3 separate regions of the Zea mays genome follow, and all the other regions are linked to region 1. A link is a contact called in public Hi-C data. All regions are on one chromosome and are shown on one strand. Each heading gives the region's core, a stretch centred on a gene start, on an enhancer-like site or on the middle of the called end of the contact. The rest is flanking DNA. Distances are from core to core; before and after follow the strand shown.

Evidence for each region. Hi-C and Micro-C count contacts between places; a contact is called where the count stands out from the background.
Region 2: a Hi-C map of endosperm shows a contact between it and region 1, with 2.8 times the contacts expected there. The contact joins the promoter of LOC103635597 here to the promoter of LOC103635595 in region 1. A contact is called at or near these places in 4 of 25 Hi-C or Micro-C datasets (bundle sheath, ear, endosperm and 1 more).
Region 3: a Hi-C map of leaf shows a contact between it and region 1, with 2.7 times the contacts expected there. The contact joins the promoter of LOC100501079 here to the promoter of LOC103635595 in region 1. A contact is called at or near these places in 9 of 25 Hi-C or Micro-C datasets (bundle sheath, ear, endosperm and 3 more).

Annotation. Positions count from the first base shown.
Region 1 is chr8:99,599,922-99,603,742 of Zm-B73-REFERENCE-NAM-5.0, reverse strand. LOC103635595 reads left to right here and starts at 1,564. Exons shown (of 8, transcript XM_008658007.3): 1 at 1,564-2,209. The coding sequence starts at 1,682.
Region 2 is chr8:99,808,097-99,811,685 of Zm-B73-REFERENCE-NAM-5.0, reverse strand. It overlaps LOC103635597 (protein OCTOPUS), which reads left to right and starts at 2,170. Exons shown (of 1, transcript XM_008658010.4): 1 at 2,170-3,589. The coding sequence starts at 2,757.
Region 3 is chr8:99,357,088-99,360,599 of Zm-B73-REFERENCE-NAM-5.0, reverse strand. LOC100501079 (LETM1-like protein) reads left to right here and starts at 1,502. Exons shown (of 15, transcript NM_001195906.1): 1 at 1,502-1,706; 2 at 2,446-3,062; 3 at 3,174-3,486. The coding sequence starts at 2,458.

The DNA of each region.
Region 1 (3,821 bases), core at 315-2,814:
AAATTTTGTTGATTTTATTTGCTTTTGTTGGTATTTAGATTTGGGATTTAATCCATATGGAATAAACAAACAAACATAGTTGTGTGGGTTTGGAAATATAATCCATATGGAATAAACGAATAAACATTGGTTGATTGAGTTTTTGGATTTAATCTCATAAGGGATTGGGTGAAAGGATTAGATTCACCTAATCCATATGGGTGAAAAAACCAACCTAGAAAAAAAATTTCCAAAGTGCCGAACAAGGGCTTACTCGTCAGTGGTGGTGGTGTCTTTGTCGCTGATTTATTTATCTTTAGGCGCCAGGCACTATTATAGCGAGACAAGCGAGTATTATTCGTTAGTGAAGGGAAGTAGCAGAATATATAGCAGATGCCAACATCAGATACGCTTAATATATACTGCTCTTTCTGCTGCGTGGTCATTCCTTGTCGCTCTCATCTCAGCTGACATGATCAATCAAACACGGTTGACGCAAACACATCGTCGAGCAGATTTTTTTTCTTTTTTTCTTTCTTTTTTTTTGCTAGAGGAAAGGCCTCGGCAAAACAAAGGCTCCGTCGTCGTTATTTAACGTCGTGACTATGACTTTTTTATTGAGCGTCCGACAAAAAATACTCGGCAAAAAAACCGCTATTAATGATGTACAGTTTGCTAAAAATTCTTTACCGAGAATTACACTCGAAAAAAAAAGTTTACCTAACATTTTTTTTTCTGGGCTTTGCTGAAGCAACAAAGACTATTTCCTCGTAAGTAAAGGGCCGGCCAAGTTGAAAGTCGTTTTTGTCAGGTTAGCAGCATGACAAGAACAAGGCACCACACCAACCAGTAACCGCGCTACCAGTACTTGGTCCGTTTTGTTTAAGAGTAACGTGATCAATAACGGACAATCTTGCCTGAGAGGAGGTTAGAAGAGCCCAAAGGAAGCCGTGGTGCGTTGCATGCACACTAACTAGGCAAAAGCGGATCTTTCCTGGTGAGCGTGCATTTCTCCTTTGCTTTCTTTCCTCACGAAGTGTGGTGGGTGCGTATCAGGGGGGCTGGGCATAGAGAAGATGTATGTAGCGTGCGTGCCCTGCTTTAGCTGGCGCTGCGCGGACGACCTGTGTGGCCGGAAACCGACCTGTGGACCGACCCGACAGAGACCGATCCCCATGCAGACGAGACTACGAGAGGATACCTCGTGCGGTCGTGCCGTGGTCGTGGCATGCCTCTGGCCTCTGGGTCAACTTGGATCGAGCAGCAGGCCGGCCGGGAGGCATCCATGCATGGACCATGCATACACGAACTGCAAAAGCTTGTCTCGGTTTCCTTCTTTAATTTATCAACCCGGCCGCTTACATTATCGGACGCTTCGTTCGCACAACCGCACGGCACGCTACGATCCGACGAGGCAGACCGAGGCGCACGCTACGATCCGACGCAATCGCACGGTTCGTAGTGCAGACACAAAGTGACCTCGGCGGCGGCGGTGGCGGTTGCCAAGCGCGGACAGTGTGCTGTTTGTAATGTAAGGGACAGAGAAGAGAACGGGCACGGCAGTGTGATCGCGAAACCGCCACCGGTTGGTTTCAGTTACCCGGCCTTCTCTCCTCTTCACTCACTAGTCACTAGCCTTACCTCCCTCTAGTCTCCCGCGGGGTTCCTATTCCTAGCCTAGCGACGCGCACGGTTCCATTCCATGGCCGCGGCCGCAACCACGTCCACGACCACGGCAACCATCCCACCCGGCCCGCACCGCAGGCGCCAGCCCAACGACATCGAGCGCGACGACGACACCTGCTGCGGCGGAGCCGGCGTCGATCGCCGCTTCCCCCACGCCTGCGGCGCGCAACACGACGACGACGCCGAGCGCGGCCTCCACCACGCCGCCGCTGCCACGCCCTGCGGCGGGACTAGGGCGCTGCTGTTGGCGCGGAGGAGGCGAGCGTGGGCCACCGCGGCAGCGGCAGCAGCAGGCGCGCCGCCCCGGACGGCCTGGGCCTGGACGAGGGGCGTCGTGCTCTGCCTCCTCGCCCTCGCCGCGGTCGTCGTCGGGTTCCAGCTGGGCTCGCACCGGGGCGGCGGGAGCACGGACGCGGGCGCCGGCGGTGACGGCGGCGTCAGGCTCTTGCACTTGCACAGGGTGGAGACGGCCGACGCCGATGTCGTCATGGAGTGGACGGAGGAGAACCTGTCGGCACTTGCGCGCCGCTCGCCTCAGCCGCCGGTGAGTACGTGCGCGCCTTCTCCCTCTACGTTCATCGCTCGCCGCCGAGACACTCTCGTTTTATTACAGCGACCATGGTCAACTTAGTACGCGCGCACCCATTTCCTCTTTGGGCAATAACCCACCCCACAGTGCACGCACACGTACTCCAGGTTTCAAAAGTGGACATTAATTCATGCATTACAGGCTCCATTTGGGCACCGAAAACGATCAAATTTCTGACAGGGTCATTTGAATTTTTTTTGGTTGGCTCGTCGTCGGAGTTCCATGGCTCCCATTTTGGGACGTACGTGTCATAATTTCTCCAGTCGTCGGTCGTCCTCGTTGTTGAAACCAGCTTCAGGCATTCCAAATGAAAAAAAAAACAAAAAGGCTATAAAATCGGTATTTCAAAACAAAACGAGGTGCCTAAAAGTTTAGATTTTTCGACAGAAGTGAAACACGGTAAATTCTATACAGAACGCGCAACCAGTTGGCAGTAGCTTGAGAGAAACGAAAAAGGGAGAAGTTTCTTCCATTCTGCAAAAAAAAAAAAAAAAAAGAGAGAGAGAGGAGCTTTCGGATCACTGCTCGTCGCGGTATGGAGTATCGGTATGGGAGAAATGATTGGTGATAGGGACGACGATTCCACCAGTATCTGTTGCTGGCGTGAGTCACTGCAACCAAAAGAACACAGTACACGACGTGAGTTCCACAGTTCAGGAGCAAGGCAGCTAGCTGTTTATCTCTCTGTTTTTTTGTGTGTGTGTGTTCTGTCAAAATGTTTTTCCGGTTCTTTTCATCGTCTTTACATGGGAGATACATCGCTATATTTCTTTACATCTGGTCGTTTTTTTAAGCTATTGAGGTCCCAGTTGTACCTGAAAAAGAAATGTTTATAGCGCATTGGGTTGGTGTCGTCGAGGTTGCTTTCCATCGTAATTGTCAATCTTTCAAATAGGGAAACAGAGGGTTTAGGGAATAAATAACAGATACTTTCACCAAATCTATTTAATTTCTTATTTAAGAAAAGAATGATTCCTAACCTTATACTAAGGTTTTGACCTAGTTTTTAAGAAATCAGTTTTAATTTTTTTTAGCTACGAGAGACTAGCTTCTTGGTTTTTAAGAAACTGAGAAACTAATTCGTATAAACTGAGGCATAAATCGGTGTGTTTGAAACCACCTCAATTTCCATAAACCAGATTCTTAAAAACTGGGTGGCCCTAAGTTACTTAGATTTTTGTTATTTTGCAATGTTAAACCGGTATCACTATCACGTAGCATCCTTCAAAAACCAGCGTGCTAATACTACTGGAAAACAGGACTTGCAAGGTTACACATAACATCATCTTGGAAAAGATGAACTAAAACCCAGTGGGGGCCCGAAGGTGTGGTTTTGCAAATAACAATACGCATCACGTAAAAGTGGTGGTTCAATTTGGTAGCGACACAAGCTTCGGTTCAGGAAAGTTTTGCGTTTTGGTACCCCTGGTCCCTGGCAGAGTCAGCCAGTGAGCAAACTGGTGGTCATATTTGGTAAAAAAAATTTGCATGCCATGATTCATAAAAGCAAGGCATTAATTCAGATTCAGATCCCATGCCATGCTCAGCATGACTTCACTTTTTTTTT
Region 2 (3,589 bases), core at 921-3,420, 210 kb before region 1:
AGAAGACATTGACTACCATGAAACCTTCTCACCTGTCTCAACAAAAGATTCATTCAGGATCATAATGGCACTAGTTGCTCATTTTGATCTAGAGCTCCATCAGATGGATGTAAAGACGGCATTCCTAAATGGAGAGTTAGAAGAAAATGTGTTCATGGCACAACCAAAGGGTTTTGTTGTGAGCGGTAAAGAACACATGGGATGTCACTTGAGGAGGTCCATTTATGGATTTAAACAGGCCTCCAAACAGTGGTACATCAAGTTTGATCAGACTATAAGAAAGTTTGGTTTCGAGGAAAACAAGAAAGACAATTGCATTTATGCAAAATTTAGAAAAGGAAAGTATATCTTCCTTGTTCTGTATGTCGATGACATACTCTTAGCTAGTAGTGATAAGGATCTACTAGCGGAAACAAAAGGGTTTCTTTCCTCGAATTTTGATATGAAAGACATGGGAGAAGCCTCCTATGTTCTTGGAATAGAAATTCACAGAGACAGACAAAAGGGAGTATTAGGACTCTCACAGAAGTCATATATAGAAAATGTACTAAAGAGGTATAATATGCACAAGTGTAATGCCTCGCCTGGTCCAATAGTCAAGGGTGATGAGTTTGGGGAATATCAGTGTCCCAAGAATCAGTATGAGAAAAACAAGATGAAGTCAGTACCATATGCTTCAGCTATCGGAAGCATTATGTATGCTCAAGTATGTACTCGCCCTGACTTAGCTTTTACCACCGGGATGCTTGGACGCTATCAGAAGAATCCAGGCATAGAACACTGGAAAGCAGTCAAGAAGGCTCTAAGGTACCTTCAAGGTACTAAAGGTCTCATGCTTACGTACAGAAGATCTAATTCCCTACAAATAGTTGGCTATGCAGATGCCGACTGGGGAGGGTGTAGAGATACACTGAAGTCCACTTCAGGGTATGTCTTTATGCTCTCTGGGGGAGCTATTTCTTGGAAGAGCTACAAACAGACAGCGAGAGCATCGTCGACAATGCACGCTGAGTTTTTAGCTACGTATGAGGCAACTGACAGGCGATATGGATAAAGAAATTCGTACCCAGATTAAGAGTGGTTGATAGCATAGAGCGACCACTGAGAATTTACTGTGACAACGAGCCAGCGGTATTTTTCTCCCATAACAAGAAGTCAAGTGGCTCTGCCAAGTACATTGACATTAAGTGTTATATTGTTAAGGAGAAGATTCTGGATCACACCATTCAAGTTGAGCATATAAGAACCCATCAGATGCTTGCGGATCCGCTCACAAAAGGTCTTCCACCCAGCGTGTTTAGTAAGCACGCAGCCGACATGGGATTAAGGGAGTACCTATGATCTAGAATCACAGGGGCTACAGATTGCAATCTAGTAAAATCTTTCGTTCTGAAGCAGGGGAGCATGTTGTAGTCAATGAGTGTGGTGATACTTAATAGATCATTGTCACGCATTGGTCTCTATGTGTAAACTTGTTAAAGGACGGAATTAATAAAAGTTTGAGTGTGAGATATGTAGAGAATAAAGGGGAGATTGTTAGGATGTGTCCTCTACACTAGCCGGTTAACAGTAACCGGGGTAGGGTTAATCCTAACCGTCTAATCGCGCCCCTGATCGGGGGGCTATCCTAACCGTTGGTTGCAGCCCCCGGTCACACGACGCCATATAAATAGATTAAGGGGCCGACGGGTTTAGCTAACGCTAATCGCTCGACCACAAACCCTAATCGACACTTTGAGAGGAACCGATCCCCTAGGCGCTCGGAGTGACTGGAATCGCTGTGACTATGTCTCAGATCCCCGTTATCCCATCGGGATCTGAGATTCCCCCTACAGGCAACATTGGAGGAGCTGATCCACCGCCGATCAACGATGGGAACCAATCTCCTCGACACCATCAGGGAGATCGACAAGAAGGAGGAGGCGAATCTTCGCTGCAAGACGCCGCCGCAATGATGGCTAGGAACAACAATGACGGTATGTATACATGTACCCCTCAGTAGAATAGATCTACTCATCATCGAGGTATTTTAGACACGGATTGGTATTCTAGGGACTTGGGAAACGATGCTAAGCACCAGAGAATTTCTAACAGTATATGGTTAGATAAACATTGTTTTATATCGTAGACTGTGATGTTCAAATTGTAAAGTTTAAAATAGGAAATGAAACGAAACATATCATAGATAAGCTGATGAAGATAGCTTAAACACATGAGGTTTTGAACGTTTTCAGCAGCCGTTTTCCTGCTCGATCCGTGAGTCACATTGATACACGCACGCACGCACGCAGAATATGCTTTGGGCGATCACCTTCTTATCAAGCAACTCCGAAAGGCCAGTCTTGGCGAGATCACAGCGGTGGTGATCCGATCGATACGCACAAAGCTGGAGAGGTTTGAGAGCGCGTGTGCGTTTCAGCTTCGATCCCCTACATTGTCAGCAAGCCCGAACCCCGAGAAGGCCAGAGGAACCAAAGCAAAAGAAACAGAGAGAGAGACATCAGAGAGAGAAAGAGAGAGAGAGAGAGAAGAGAGAGAGAGAGGTAGCACGGAGTGAGGTTTGAGACCCCGTGATTCCTTTCCAACTTTCGCTGTCTCCTCTCTCGCTCTACATCCTCAAAACCACTCCCTCCGCCCTTCACAGCTACCACGCCCTGACGCCCCGAGCGGAGTGTACCACCGCCGTGCGTGTCCAAGCAATGTGAGGGCGCGCCGCGGCTAAGCCAGGTGCCCAGGGTAACACGCGCGACGACGCAATGACGCTGCGGATGGAGCCGCCGGTGCCGCCGCCGCGGCGGTCGGTGTCGACGACCTGCGACCTTCACCCTGAGGAGACCTTCACGGGCTTCTGCGCCGCCTGCCTCCGCGAGCGCCTCACCGGGCTCGAGGCCAACGCCGCCGCGGCCGCCGCGCCGGGCCGCAAGTCCACCTCCGCTATCCGCTCGCTCTTTTCCCGGCCGTTCGCCGCTGCCGCCGGCGGAGGGCCCTCGGGCTCCGGTGCCGCCGCGCTGCCGGACCTCCGCCGGTGCAAGTCTTTCTCCTGCGGGAGCGGGGGCGACGCGCTGGCAGCCGCCGGCGGGGCGTACGAGCCGCAGCGGCGGTCGTGCGACGTGCGCGGGCGGAGCACTCTCTGGGCGCTCTTCCACCAGGACGACCGCGAGAGGGTCCGCGACGGCACAGCGTTCGTCGCCTTCCCGGCCTCGTCCTCCACCGCCGCGGCCGCGCTCGCCGCCGAGGTCCTTGCGCCGCCGCCCCCTCCGCCGGCCTGCGTCGCTGAGATGTTCTTGGAGGAGGAGATTGCTGTCGCCGAGGATTCCGACGAGATTGTTCCGGTGATGGAGCCCGTCTTGGTGGCCGACACCTCTGAGGAGATGGAGACGGGGGTGAATGCGGCGCGGGATGTTAGGGCCATGAAGGATCACATAGATCTCGAGTCTTCGCAGTCGCAGCAGCCCAAGAAGCCGCCGCCCAAGGAGATGGAGATCGCCGGGAGCTTCTGGCTTGCTGCCTCGGTGTTCAGCAAGAAGTGGCAGAACTGGAGGCGCAAGCAGAAGCTCAAGAAGCAGGAGGCCGCGGGCAGCAAGGCTGC
Region 3 (3,512 bases), core at 253-2,752, 240 kb after region 1:
AGCAGTCGGAGCGACGCAGGCGGCGCTGTGTTCTTGTCAGGCCGGTCGGTGGAGCGGCGAAGTGACTGCAGTCACTTTCGGCTCTGTCGACTGAAGGGCGCATGACAGGATAAGATGTCAGGCCATCCTTGCATTAAATGCTCCTGCGATTCGGTTGGTCGGTGTGGCGATCTGGCCAAGGTTGCTTCTTGGTGAAGACTGGGCCTCGGGCGAGCCGAAGGTGTGTACGTCACTTGAGGGGGTCCTCGGGCGAGATGTGAATCTTCCGGGGTCGGCTGCCTTTGCTCGAGGCTGGGCTCGGGCGAGGCGAGGTCGTGTCCCTTGAGTGGACCGAGCCTTGGCTTAATCGGACCCATCAGGCCTTTGCAGCTTAGTGCTGATGGGGGTTACCAGCTGAGATTAGGAGTCTTGGGGTATCCCTAATTATGGTCCCCGACAAGATTCAACCCATACCCCATCCCTGTTCGGGTATCAGGTCTACAATGAATCCACATCTCCGACAAAAAAGCATGGTCACATTCTAGAAAGTTCATCCACACGTATCAAGAAAAACATGATTGAATTTTATATGACATTAACAACCACACGACACCCCAACAACAATACATCACGAATAAAATCTAACATATAACAAGCAAAAAACATTGTTTACCCATACAAAACGACAAAAACAAAGTGACACATTCTAAAGATAGTAACTTAATCCTAACACATACATGTTTTCAAATTCAATCGGAGTATGAGAGATACAATTTTGCATCTTCTAATTTTAATGGGTGATTATTACCCTTGGGTAATCGGGTTTGGATTATGCTTCCATGTACCCATATGCACCCTATCCAATAGAGGAAGATTTTTCCCTAAGGGCTTGTTTGGTTAGGGATGGATTGAGGGATAAGAAGGGATTGGATAAGAAGAGATTTATAGAATGTTTGGTTTGAGGAATAAGGTATCATATCATCTTTTCACTTCTCACTTTGTTGTTTGGTTTGTGGAATGGAATGAATTGATCCATTGCTATTTCATTCCTAATAGGCTAATAATTAGTAATAATATGATAAATGAGTTCTTACAACAAATTTGTAGAATTGACTCATAATGCATCATCTCATTTAAAATAGGTTGATTCTTTAAAAACACCTCAATCTTTCTTAATCCCAACAAATCCCCACCGAACATAGACTAAATCTATACCGTGGAAATTAAAATATCTCTATATCTTAATCTTAGGGCTAATTTGGAAACCTCGTTTTTCTTTGAAAAATAGGAATCACTTTAAAAAATAGAGTTTGCAAACTAGGTCCTATTTTTTCCAAAGAATTTCTATTTTTCCAAGAAAAAATAGTTCATTTTTATTGGAAAAATAAAAATCTCTTAAAAGAATAGAGTTTCCAAACTAGTCATATTAGAAAAAAACTTTATGTATTAATGGGTACACCTCTAGAAATAGCATAATCTGTATACACAACCTCAAACCCAGAAGGCCAGCAGTGCGTGCGCCCTTTTCTTCGCTCACATTCATCCCGCGTGCTCTCTCTCTCTCTCTCTCTCGGGCCGTGGCGTCGAGTGGGCGACCGCCGCCACCCCCGTGCCGTGCGCTCTCTCTCTCTCTCTCGTGTCGACGGGTGGGTGGGCGACCGTAGGCCGCCGCCGCCGCCTAGGCCAGGTGCCCAGGTCGACCTTCAACAGCGACGAGCATCCACCAGGTATGCCCACCTCTTCTCTTTGCTTCCTGCTGTGTGAAACTGAGCCCCGAACCCTAATTTAAGCTATTTGTTCATTAGTATTTGAACTCGATCTAATTACAAGCTTATATATGCACTCCTTACAAAAACTGGAGTATTATTCCTACTAACTTCACTTTTTTGCAAAAATTATCGGGGTGCGTAGTGTGTACACCCATTTACTGAGTCCACTCTTAGGGTGTGAGTGTGTTTGTTTCTTTCCTAGATTATATAAGTTGGATTATGGTAGAAGGATAGAAAAATAAAATATCACTTTAGGACCACAAATAAGCTGAAATAAGTTAGTATTGGATAGCTTATTTTAGCTTATCTGTGATCCCAAAGTGATATTTTACTCTCTTAACCTTCCACCATAATCTAACTTATATAATCTAGGAGGGAAACAAATAGGGCCTTAGTAGCGAAGGAATTTCCTCAAGATCAAAAGTCCCTTGTCGAGACCAGTTATTGGACGATTAAATAGTTTTTTTTTCTCTCTCCGATATATTTCGGGAATTTAGCATGAGCTATTATTGAGCCTTGGCTACTCTGGGCTCTATATGCACACTGTTATGATGGGACCAAATTGGAGCCCAGTGATGATTAGTTAGTTTTCCTTGTCATTATTTATATTTAAATTTACACTTACTAAGTCATTGGTTGAACCATTTTGATAACTTCAGATTTCTACATGAGTGTGATCTTCCTATTGTGAATTCAGACGCAATCAAGTATGGCTTCAATGGCAATCATTAGGAGAAGGAAGTATTTCTTGGATCATGTTAACACACCTACCATTTCATCGTCTGCTTTCTTTACATTCCAACATGGAAGACTCGGTTTGGAGGTTGAGCCAAGAACAGAACAGCGATTTCTCGAGCATAGTTCTGGGGATTCCAAATGCGAGAAGGAGCAACACAATATGAATTTGATAAAAAAGGATCTACTAGGTCTTGGTAATGGGTTTTGGCAACGTCCATCTTATGTGATTTCTCTTTCTCATGGTGGATTTGGAAGGAATGAATTTAGATTGCCTCTGAGCCTGGGAGCTAGATCTTTGCTGCAGTCGGTCCGCACAGCATCAACTGCAACAGCAAGGCAGCCTAAGATGGATACAGATGATGAACAGAGCGAGGACCACAAGCAAAATAAAAGGAAAAAGGAGGCATCCCCAGAAGAATGTGATCAGGCTGTGGAAGGCCTCAGCACTGCAAAAGCTAAGGCTAAAGCTAAACAGGTACAAGAATCTCTGAAGGTTGGCCAATCAATTATACAGAAATTTTGGGCAAGAGTCCTGGGTGTGGGCCCTGCTCTTCGTGCTGTTGCTTCAATGAGCAGGTCTGTATTCTTTTTCTTTCCTACCTCAATGCATGGTTATATAAGTATATAACATGAATGATTGGTCTGTTTTTCTGTAACTTACAAAACATTTTTTATTTGTTTGTTAAGGGCTGATTGGGCAGCAAAACTTAAGCATTGGAAGGATGAATTCGTTTGTACACTGCAGCATTACTGGTTAGGGACAAAACTACTCTGGGCAGATGTTAGGATCTCATCAAGATTGCTGGTGAAACTTGCTGGGGGGAAGAGCCTTTCAAGAAGAGAGAGGCAACAGCTGACACGCACAACAGCAGATATCTTCAGGCTGGTTCCGTTTGCTGTGTTCATCATTGTTCCATTCATGGAATTCTTACTGCCAGTCTTCCTCAAGTTATTTCCAAACATGCTTCCATCAACTTTCCAGGACAAAATGAAGGAAGAGGTATGGTCTTGACTATTTGTAAGTTG